Regions from separate parts of the Mus musculus genome. Here region 1 is linked to region 2. Evidence: chromatin contacts called from public Hi-C data. All regions are on one chromosome and are shown on one strand. The core of a region is the stretch at or near the end of the contact, and the rest is flanking DNA. Distances in the headings are between cores, read along the strand shown. Region 1 overlaps Elf5 (E74-like factor 5). Region 2 overlaps A930006I01Rik (RIKEN cDNA A930006I01 gene).

Region 1 (4,308 bases), core at 480-2,979, 72 kb after region 2:
TTCCCTGTCCTGAATTTGTTCTGGTTGTTCCTTAACCTGCGAATGAACGCAGAGAGTTGGGCAGCTCCTCCTGTCCAGTATGGTATGAACTTTCTGATTCTCATGTCCCTACCTGGAGCTACTTCAGCCGTGGGTATCACCTCCCTATTCTGAGGGCCCTGGAGGACATCAGCCCACTGAACTCAATACATCCAACTGGGTAGCACCATTTGAAAGAGCTCCCCCAGAGTCAATGGCAACTCTCTCCAGCTCCTCAGCCTTTCTTCCCAAGGCAGCTGGCCCTCAAGTGCCCTGACCCACTTCAGACTTCAAAGGAGCTGGCAAGGCCTGATGCTTAATAGTGGCCTCTGGACTTTCACATCAAGCTTTCTGGGCATAGGATACTGGCTGGCTTCGGCTAGGATCCTAGGCAAACAGGCTTGATACCAAGCTTCTCCTGAAAGTTCAGTGTGTCTTGTAAATGAGAGACATATCAAGGAAAACACTGTACCTTTCCAGACAATATGACCCAGTAAGAGAGTATAATCTTATATAAATAGCCCCTTGATTTGCTCTATGTTCATTCCTTCCAAATTCTAGTAGGTTCTTGTTCATGTTATTTGCTGGAAGCAGAGACACTGGCACCATCACCTCTCCATATTTCTGACTTTTCAGACGTAAGCTAGAGATAGATAAATAGATAGGCAGGTAATAGGTAAACAGGTTTACTGACTTCTAATTGTGTGGCGGATGTGCATCCATTTGCCTGCCTTCATCCAAATCTTATTTTTGATATGTGTATTCTCCAAGACCAGGAAATGTGGCATGATGCAAGATGTCCACATGGTGTCCAATGACCTTACTTATGGCCACTGTGACCCTGGAGGGGAACCTTGTAACCTCCCAGAACCTGTTTCCTTACCCTAAGGTAAAGATTGCAATCACTGGTGATCTGGTAACACTTACTGAGGAGTGGTGGGCTGAGGGGGTGGGGGATGGGAAGCAACTCCCAGCACTCCCAGTTCAGGGTGACCAGAGTTCCACAGCTGGGGTCTGAGGTGCTGTGAATCCTTCTGGAACTTTCTTAGCAGGGCACCCTGAGGGGAAGATTCTTTGAGAGAGTGTGAACTGCTGTGGTTCAAGGAGAACAGGAGGGACTCAAGGGTCAGAGGAATGGGGAAAAAAAGCACCTTCCAGCGGAGAGCAGGGAGTGGCACTGGGGCAGATAATAGAGGCCCTGGGGCAGGATCCCTCCCTTCCTCAGAGGTGCTACTAACACCTCCCACCCCCAACCCCTATCCTAAAGCTGAGACCATGGAAACACTCCACCACCTAGTCTCTGGATGCTGGCTCCCCTCGTCCTGCCTCCACGTCCCTGGGAGCAACCATTTCCTCTCAGCTCTGGAGACTGTGGGAAGGGCTTTGGCTGACAGGAAAGCCAGCCACCATTGTAGTTGGGCCCCTGTTGCCTGCAAAGCCTGCTCTATAAGTGAGTTCCACCAAGGAGCCAGAGAGCGAGGCACTAGGCCAGCAACAGCTTCCTGGTGCCATAAATGCCCTCCCCCTACCCCTTCTCTAGATCCTTAAGGGAAGAAACAATGAAGTCTTCCTTCCAAACAAAATAACCATGCCATAGAACTGGAGCCGGGAAGGGAACAGAGACACAGAAAAACCTTCCCATGGAGAGAAGCGTGCTGTGTGCTGCACAGCAGTGCACCGATAGCCATCTCAGTCAGGCCCCAGTGCGGGACCAGCAGCCAAAGAATGTCAAGGATCATAAACAGCTCCCATCAGAATACCAGGAACAGCTAAAGACCTCTTAGATTTACTCAAGCCAGCAATCAGTAGATGAAAAAGCACAGACCGAACTCAGGAAGGGTCTGTTTTCTCAGGAGACCCTGCTCTCTGCCAGAAACCAGCCATAAGCCTGATCAGCCAGCTCCAGCCAGCAGTGGGGGATCACGGAAAGGGTAGTTGGGACAAACCATTCCCTCCATGTTTTCAGCCGCCAGGTAAAGGCTATAACACCAGCACTCACCAGCCTGGCAATGAAGGTTCTTTCATGTATGTGAATGCAAAATTCTGGTTAAAGGGCTGGTGATAAAAAATAGGTCATTTGCTACACATGTGTGCAGCTCTGGGCTCAGCTCCAGCCCCTCAAAAATAAATAAATAACTGTTTTTTTTTTTTTTTTAAATAAAACAAGTCTAGGATTTGGGCTTACCAAGAGGCTCATCAGTGGGAAAAGAGATTCCTAGAGCATTCTGAGTTTTAGAGGGAAACTGTTTTATCTTTACGAAATAGCCCTGTCACACCTATGAGGTAGGACACTGGAAGAATGAGAAACCCAAGAATGCCAATCAGGACTTGGCAACTCAAAGGCAATGGACAAGAGGTAGCCCCAGCAGACCAGAGCTGTATCTTAGCTGGGTTCATGAGCACCACAGCTCATCTAGGCACAGGAACAGCAGCAGAGGCAGGGGAGTGGCAATCACAACAGCGCCAGTGGCTGGGGAGTGTCACTGCAGAGGTCACTCTCTCTGTAGTCCACAGGGCCTGATCCAGTGACCTCAGCCTTGCTCTGTTGATTTGCCCCACCCCCATTCTTTCTTGATCTCTGCCTACCTCCCTCCTCAGATGTCACCTCTTTTCTGTGCTGATCCTCCAAGGACGAGCACAATAAGATGAGAGGAGGGAAGCGTTCAGATTGCAGTTCACATCCCACCTTACCGGCTGACAGTGGGATCTAAGGGAAGAGATTCTCCTCCAATCCCAAGCTCCTCATCTATCAGGGAACAAAGGCTAAACATGGCTGTCCACCATGAAGTCTTCCCAGGCAATATGTGGCATCGCACAGAGTAGGTGGATAGTGGTAACATTAATAGGATTGTTAAAGCACATGTGGGCTCGTTTGCGCTGTAGAACAACTCTGATATAGGTGATATAGTCTTCTCCATTTCACGAAGAGGGAAAGTAAAGTTCTCATTTATTGGATGAATGGACAGACAGACATGTTGGTGGGTGGATGGATGGATGGTTGGGTAGTGGATTGATACATGAGTACTTAGATACTATAGTGGCTACAAAAATTATTTACATTAGAGCTGGGGATAAAGTTCACTGGTAGAGTGTTTGCCTCAGCTGCACAGGTAGCTGTCTGCATTGACAAAGAACTTGACAAGTGCCAAGTCTCTCTCTCTCTCTCTCTCTCTCTCTCTCTCTCTCTCTCTCTCTCTCACACACACACACACACACACACACACACACACACACCTCTATTCTTATGTCTGCCTTTCTATTTGTCTCTGCTTGAAACATTGAGACAAGGCTTCTGAACACCTGGACAAGGTGCTACTGGTACATCCCAGCCTCCAAGTCAGGACAGCACCTACAACTGTCTGAGTGTCTACACGGCTCCTTTGAAGGAGTAGGCAGTCTGAGCTCAGGAGAAGATAAAACTTAAGCCATCACCAGGAACACAACGACATCAGTACAGTCAACTCCTCCGTGACTTCCTTTCTCCATAGACATCTGTTATTGTAGTCCAAGGTCTGCCACACTATGGGCAATAGCTAACTAGCCCAAGACCCTTGTAAAAGATGACTAGAGGCTATGCACAAATAGACAGCCATCCTAGCACCTGTCCATTAATGCCCAGAGACTCAGACCAGTTTCAGATAGAGTCTAGCAGAAAGAAGACATGTAGTGACTATTGAATCGATTGGTGATTTCCTAGACACCACTCTCCCTACATTATATCTCCAACTCTATAACAGCCGTGTAGGTCAAACAGATTACACTCATTTTAACAGCGGCGGAATCAGAGGCCTAAATATCTATGGGCCTTACCCAAAAGACAAGCGGCTAAACCAGGATTTGAACCCAGGCCTTCAGAACTCCGAGATTTTATTCTTGATATCATGTTACCTGGAGAATATTTTTGCTCTCTTTCTTTATTGGGTATATCATGTTAAGCACCAGAAAGAGATTTAGTAATTTCCTACCTGCCTCATACCCTCTCTGGTCCCAACAGCCATCTACAGAATCCCATCTCCCTGGTGGTCTCTGTAGAGAAGATAACCTGGATCCTTGTAAGTGCATGCCAGACCTAGAGCCCTTTCTGAATAGGGAACCTTTAACGATGCTAAGATAACTGGAGTATTCTTTGAGGACCCCTTGGTAACCTTTTACTTCTCTGTGCTCTGGTGCAGCCTGTGATTCCTACTGGACATCAGTGCACCCTGAATACTGGACCAAGCGCCATGTCTGGGAATGGCTCCAATTCTGCTGCGACCAGTACAAGCTTGATGCCAACTGCATCTCCTTCTG
Region 2 (4,181 bases), core at 718-3,217:
CAATGTTGACAGATACGCTAGTTTTATGTCAACTTGACACAAGCTAGAGTCACTGGAGGGGAGGGAGCCTCAGTTTAGGGAATGCCTCAATAAAATCAGGATGTAGGCAGTCCTGCGGGGCATTTTCTTAATTAGTGATTGATGTGGAAGGTCCCCACGTTGTGGGTGGTGCCACCCCAGGGTAGTTGGTCTTGGATTCTATAAAAAAGCAGGCTGAGCAGGTCAGTAAGCAGCACTCCTCTGTGGCCTATGCATGAGCTCTCTCTTGCCTCTAGTTCCTGTCCTGAGTTCCTATCCTGACTTCCTTCAAAAATGGACTACAGTGTGGAAGTGTAAGCCAAATACACCCTTTCCTCCCCAAGCAGCTTCGGTCATGGTGTTTCATCACAGCAATGGAAACCATAGCAAAGACATACATGGAGACTAAGGGTTTTCCTGTTGTTTTGCTTTTAAAGAATATTTGTCTTTTGGAGATACACGGTGCAATACTGCAATGACTTAATGTCAAGGGGTAGAAAAGAACATGAAAAGAACCAGCAAGAGTGAGGCTTAAAGACGGATATTTAGAGTACATAGTCTTACTCAACCAACCTTTGTCTGTGTGTTAAGTATTACAATAGTTTGAAATGAAAATACAATTTTTTATTTTTGAGACTATAATTACATTTCTCCTTTCCTTTCCTCCCTCCAGACCTCCCCTTTTACCCCTCCTTGCTCACTTTCAGATTCAGTCTCTTTTTAAATCAACTTTTATTGCATGAATATTTATGTATATACATGTGTAATCCTGAATACAACCCTCTTGGTCTGTATAATGTTACTTGTATGTGTGTTTTCAGGGCTGATCGTTTGATACTGGATAACTAACTGGTGTGTTCTTCCCCAGGGAAGATTATTTCTTCCACCTCAGCATTCATTAGGTGTGGGAAGTTCTTTGTGTAGGGTTGAGGTCTTGTGGGCTTTTCCTGGCCTGAATTAGCATATCTGTTGTTGTCCTTGTTCAGCTCCTGTGTAGGCGCATTGGTGAGACTTTATGGGTGTATCATCTGACATTGCTAGGAGACACAACCTTATAGCAAACATGGTCCTATGGCTCATAATCTTTCTGCCCCCTCTTCCACAATGTTCCCTCGGGGTTAGATGCTCCAGTGCTTTGTAGATAGCACAAAGCAAAATCAAAAGAGGCAATGTAACAACTTGATGAGAACCTTTATCTCATTGATAAAGAAGGAATGAATGTGGGTTCATTCACGGAAGTTCTTGTGTGTCTTCTCACATCTGCATATCAGAAACCGCATATCAAAGCAAACACGCTTATGCCATTTGCTATCGTGACAGAAGGAGCTTTCATCTACAAATACAATTGAGAAAGAGAAAATGAAGTCATTACTGTACACCAGAAAAAAAACAGGGAAAGGAACAAATATGTAAATGTGGATGACAGGACTTCCAAAGTCAGCCATGCATAATCTCTCCCTCTCCTGGGGTGGAGACTGAACCCTCCAAATCCATCTGGAATCCAACTGCCATTGCTCAGGAAGCCGGGAGTCCATCTGAGGGATATGGAACACATCTCAAGTACAACAGTGAAAGAAGACCAGAGTGCTCACAGGGCCATAGAGACAGCTCTGCCTTTACTCTTCCACCCTGGGGTAATTCATCTGTGGACTGGTGGAATACTGCAGACATGGTAGGTAAGACCAGTTACAATAGCCCATAGCTACTGAAAAGGCAAGAACTCACTCCCCAAAGGAACACTCACCTGTTGGCCATAGCACCGCTCCAAGAAATAAGAGCCACCTAGCCAAGAGGCCTCAGGGAAGAGTCCCTTCCTGGGTGCAGCCTCTGAGTTCCCTCCAACCTTTTGTGCTCTGAGTAAGAATTTCCACACCCAGAACCCAGTTCCAGTTACACCCCAAGATAGCATCAAAATGATAGGTAAGTATAAGCCCAGCTTTCTGGCCAGGTAGCCAAAGCACACAGTGCCACGGGGGAGAAAATGGGCTGATTCAGATCTGCACTGGCCATGACGTCTTCTCAAAGGCCAGCTGAAGGCAGCTGGGAGCCCTGTTCAGCACCCGTCAGATTATGCTACCAAGAAAGAGCTGGGAGAAGCCCAGCGCTGCTCATTGTGACACAGCCTTTCCCTGGAAGGGAGAGGACAAGCCACCTCTCCGTGACGTTTGAGATGAGCCCAGCTGATGTGGGAACCCAGGGCCCCTGGGTCTCCACAGGGAAAGACCAATCCTAAAGTTACAAGTCAGAGGTGGGCGAGTTTTAACTAGTGTCACCCCCTCCCAAGTAAAGGCAGCAAGAGAAATTTGGGGTAGGAGACAGAGACCCAGTAACCTCCATGATCAAAATTCCAAGTTGGCCCCCAAATAAGCATGTAATCTCAAAGAAAAGATGGCATCTGAGCACGGTGCATTTTAATTAAACCTAATGATGATTGAATTTAGCACCCTGGATTCTTTTCTTCACTTTTGGATATCATTGGCATCTTTTTGTATGCATTCTGTCTATGAACATTGTTTAAACAGCTGAACATTATCAAATGTAGTGACCATATCACCAGTATTTCTAAATGCCTGCCATTTTTAAAAGGTATTATGGGTCAGGAAGATAGCTCAGTTGGCAAAATCCATGCCTTGTAGCAAAGACCCAAATTCTATCCCCTGAACACATGTAAGAAAACCAGCCATGATGTGTTGGTGAAGGCCAGAGCAAAGTTGTTATTCCTTGAGGGCCCCCTTTTATCTGAGACAATGTCTCTCACTGGGACCTGGGCCTCATCAAGTAGGCTAGGCTGAGTGGGCCAGGAAGCAGGGGAGACCCACCAGTCTCCACGCCCCCCAGAGCTGAGATTACAAGCATACACCATCATGCCTGACTTTCTTACGTGGGTTCAAGGATGGAAGCATTCTGCCAACTGAGCTATCTCCACAATACCTTTTAGCACTGTAATTGTTTAAAGACACTGGGAAAAGAATACTATAAGTGATAAAAATCCCTCAATTTGACAATGTTTAACCATTTAAAATAGTTCTATGATACTCTATGATATTCATAGAATGCATATAAAAAGATGCTTATGATATCAAAAAGTGAAAAAAATCAGGATGCTAAATTCAACATTTATTAGGCTCAATTCCAATTTCGTTTTCATTTTTTCTTTTCATTTTTTACTAGACTATTTAGCTGGTCTTCATGTGGGTCCCCTAACAATTAGAGTGGGGTGGAGGGCTGAGGGCAGGCTGTCTCAGACTCTGTTGCCTGCCATTGTATCCACTTCCCCTATCTAGTCTGCCTGGTCTGGCCTCAGTGGGAGAGAATGGGCTTAGTCCTGCTGTGACTTGATGCCCCAGGGCAGGGAGATACCCAAAGGGGGCTTCCCCTGGAGAAGAGGAGGGAGAAATGGGGAGGGGAGATTTGTGAGGGTGGGACTGAGAGAAGAGGAGGAAGCAGGGCTGCAACAGGGATGTAAAGTGAACAACTAAATTAATTAATAAAAGGAGAAGGTCTAGCTGGATGGTGGTGGTGCTCATCTTTAACTCACCCCCAAAACCTCCCACAGAAACAGACAGACAAAAAGGTTTATATATCTTATATGAACCAATGAAAAAGAAAAGGCACCACATTATGATACAAATGTCTGGAAGTGATCCCACTTTAACAACACCTGGACAACCACATTCCTAAAGGCCCAAAGCCCTGACTCCAATCACTGGACCCCACATGGTGGGAAGAGAGAACTCATTTCTACAAATTGTCCTCTGGCTTGTATGTGTATACCACAGCATGCACACACACCCACACAAACACAAAATAAATTTTAAAATATAATTAAGAAAAAATAGACAGCTGGAAGCTAAAGCCATACTCACAAAGTAAAACAGAAATTACTAGGGATGGGGCTAATGAAGAAAGGGGCAAGGTTGCCTAATGGGTAGTGAGTTTTAGTTTGGGATATTGGAAAGTCTCAAGTGGTTGGCAGTAGTAACTGCACAACAGTGTAAATATAGTGTGCCACTAACATACATATTCAAACATGGTTAAAATGCTATATCGTATATATTTACCACAAAGAAGAAAAACCACTCTGAAAATAACTAGAAGGAAAAACTGTAAAGTCAAAAGTTAAGGCTACTGTGTTTGGAGGTGCATGTGTGTGTCTGTGTGTG

Evidence for each region. Hi-C and Micro-C count contacts between places; a contact is called where the count stands out from the background.
Region 1: a contact with region 2 is called in a Hi-C map of extraembryonic ectoderm, with 4 times the contacts expected there. The contact joins two enhancer-like sites. A contact is called at or near these places in 1 of 39 promoter capture datasets (trophoblast stem cells), 30 of 484 Hi-C or Micro-C datasets (the AML12 cell line, the C3H10T1/2 cell line, the CH12 cell line and 9 more), 2 of 115 datasets of contacts at active chromatin or transcription factors (embryonic stem cells and intestinal villus epithelium) and 2 of 9 other capture datasets (adipose tissue and embryonic stem cells).

What each region holds. Positions count from the first base shown.
Region 1 is chr2:103,435,007-103,439,314 of GRCm38.p6, forward strand. It overlaps Elf5 (E74-like factor 5), which reads left to right. Exons shown (of 7, transcript NM_010125.3): 3 at 4,191-4,308. Among named protein-coding and RNA genes, the nearest start is that of Elf5, 13 kb to the left of the region's middle. Within about 2 kb of position 1,730, at least 26 of the 459 cell types and tissues checked have an H3K27ac peak or open chromatin away from gene starts, as enhancers often do. A contact at or near this core is called in extraembryonic ectoderm, where this site is marked.
Region 2 is chr2:103,362,949-103,367,129 of GRCm38.p6, forward strand. The region is part of intron 1 of A930006I01Rik (RIKEN cDNA A930006I01 gene); the gene reads right to left. Among named protein-coding and RNA genes, the nearest start is that of A930006I01Rik, 7.7 kb to the right of the region's middle. Within about 2 kb of position 1,968, at least 5 of the 459 cell types and tissues checked have an H3K27ac peak or open chromatin away from gene starts, as enhancers often do. A contact at or near this core is called in extraembryonic ectoderm, where this site is marked.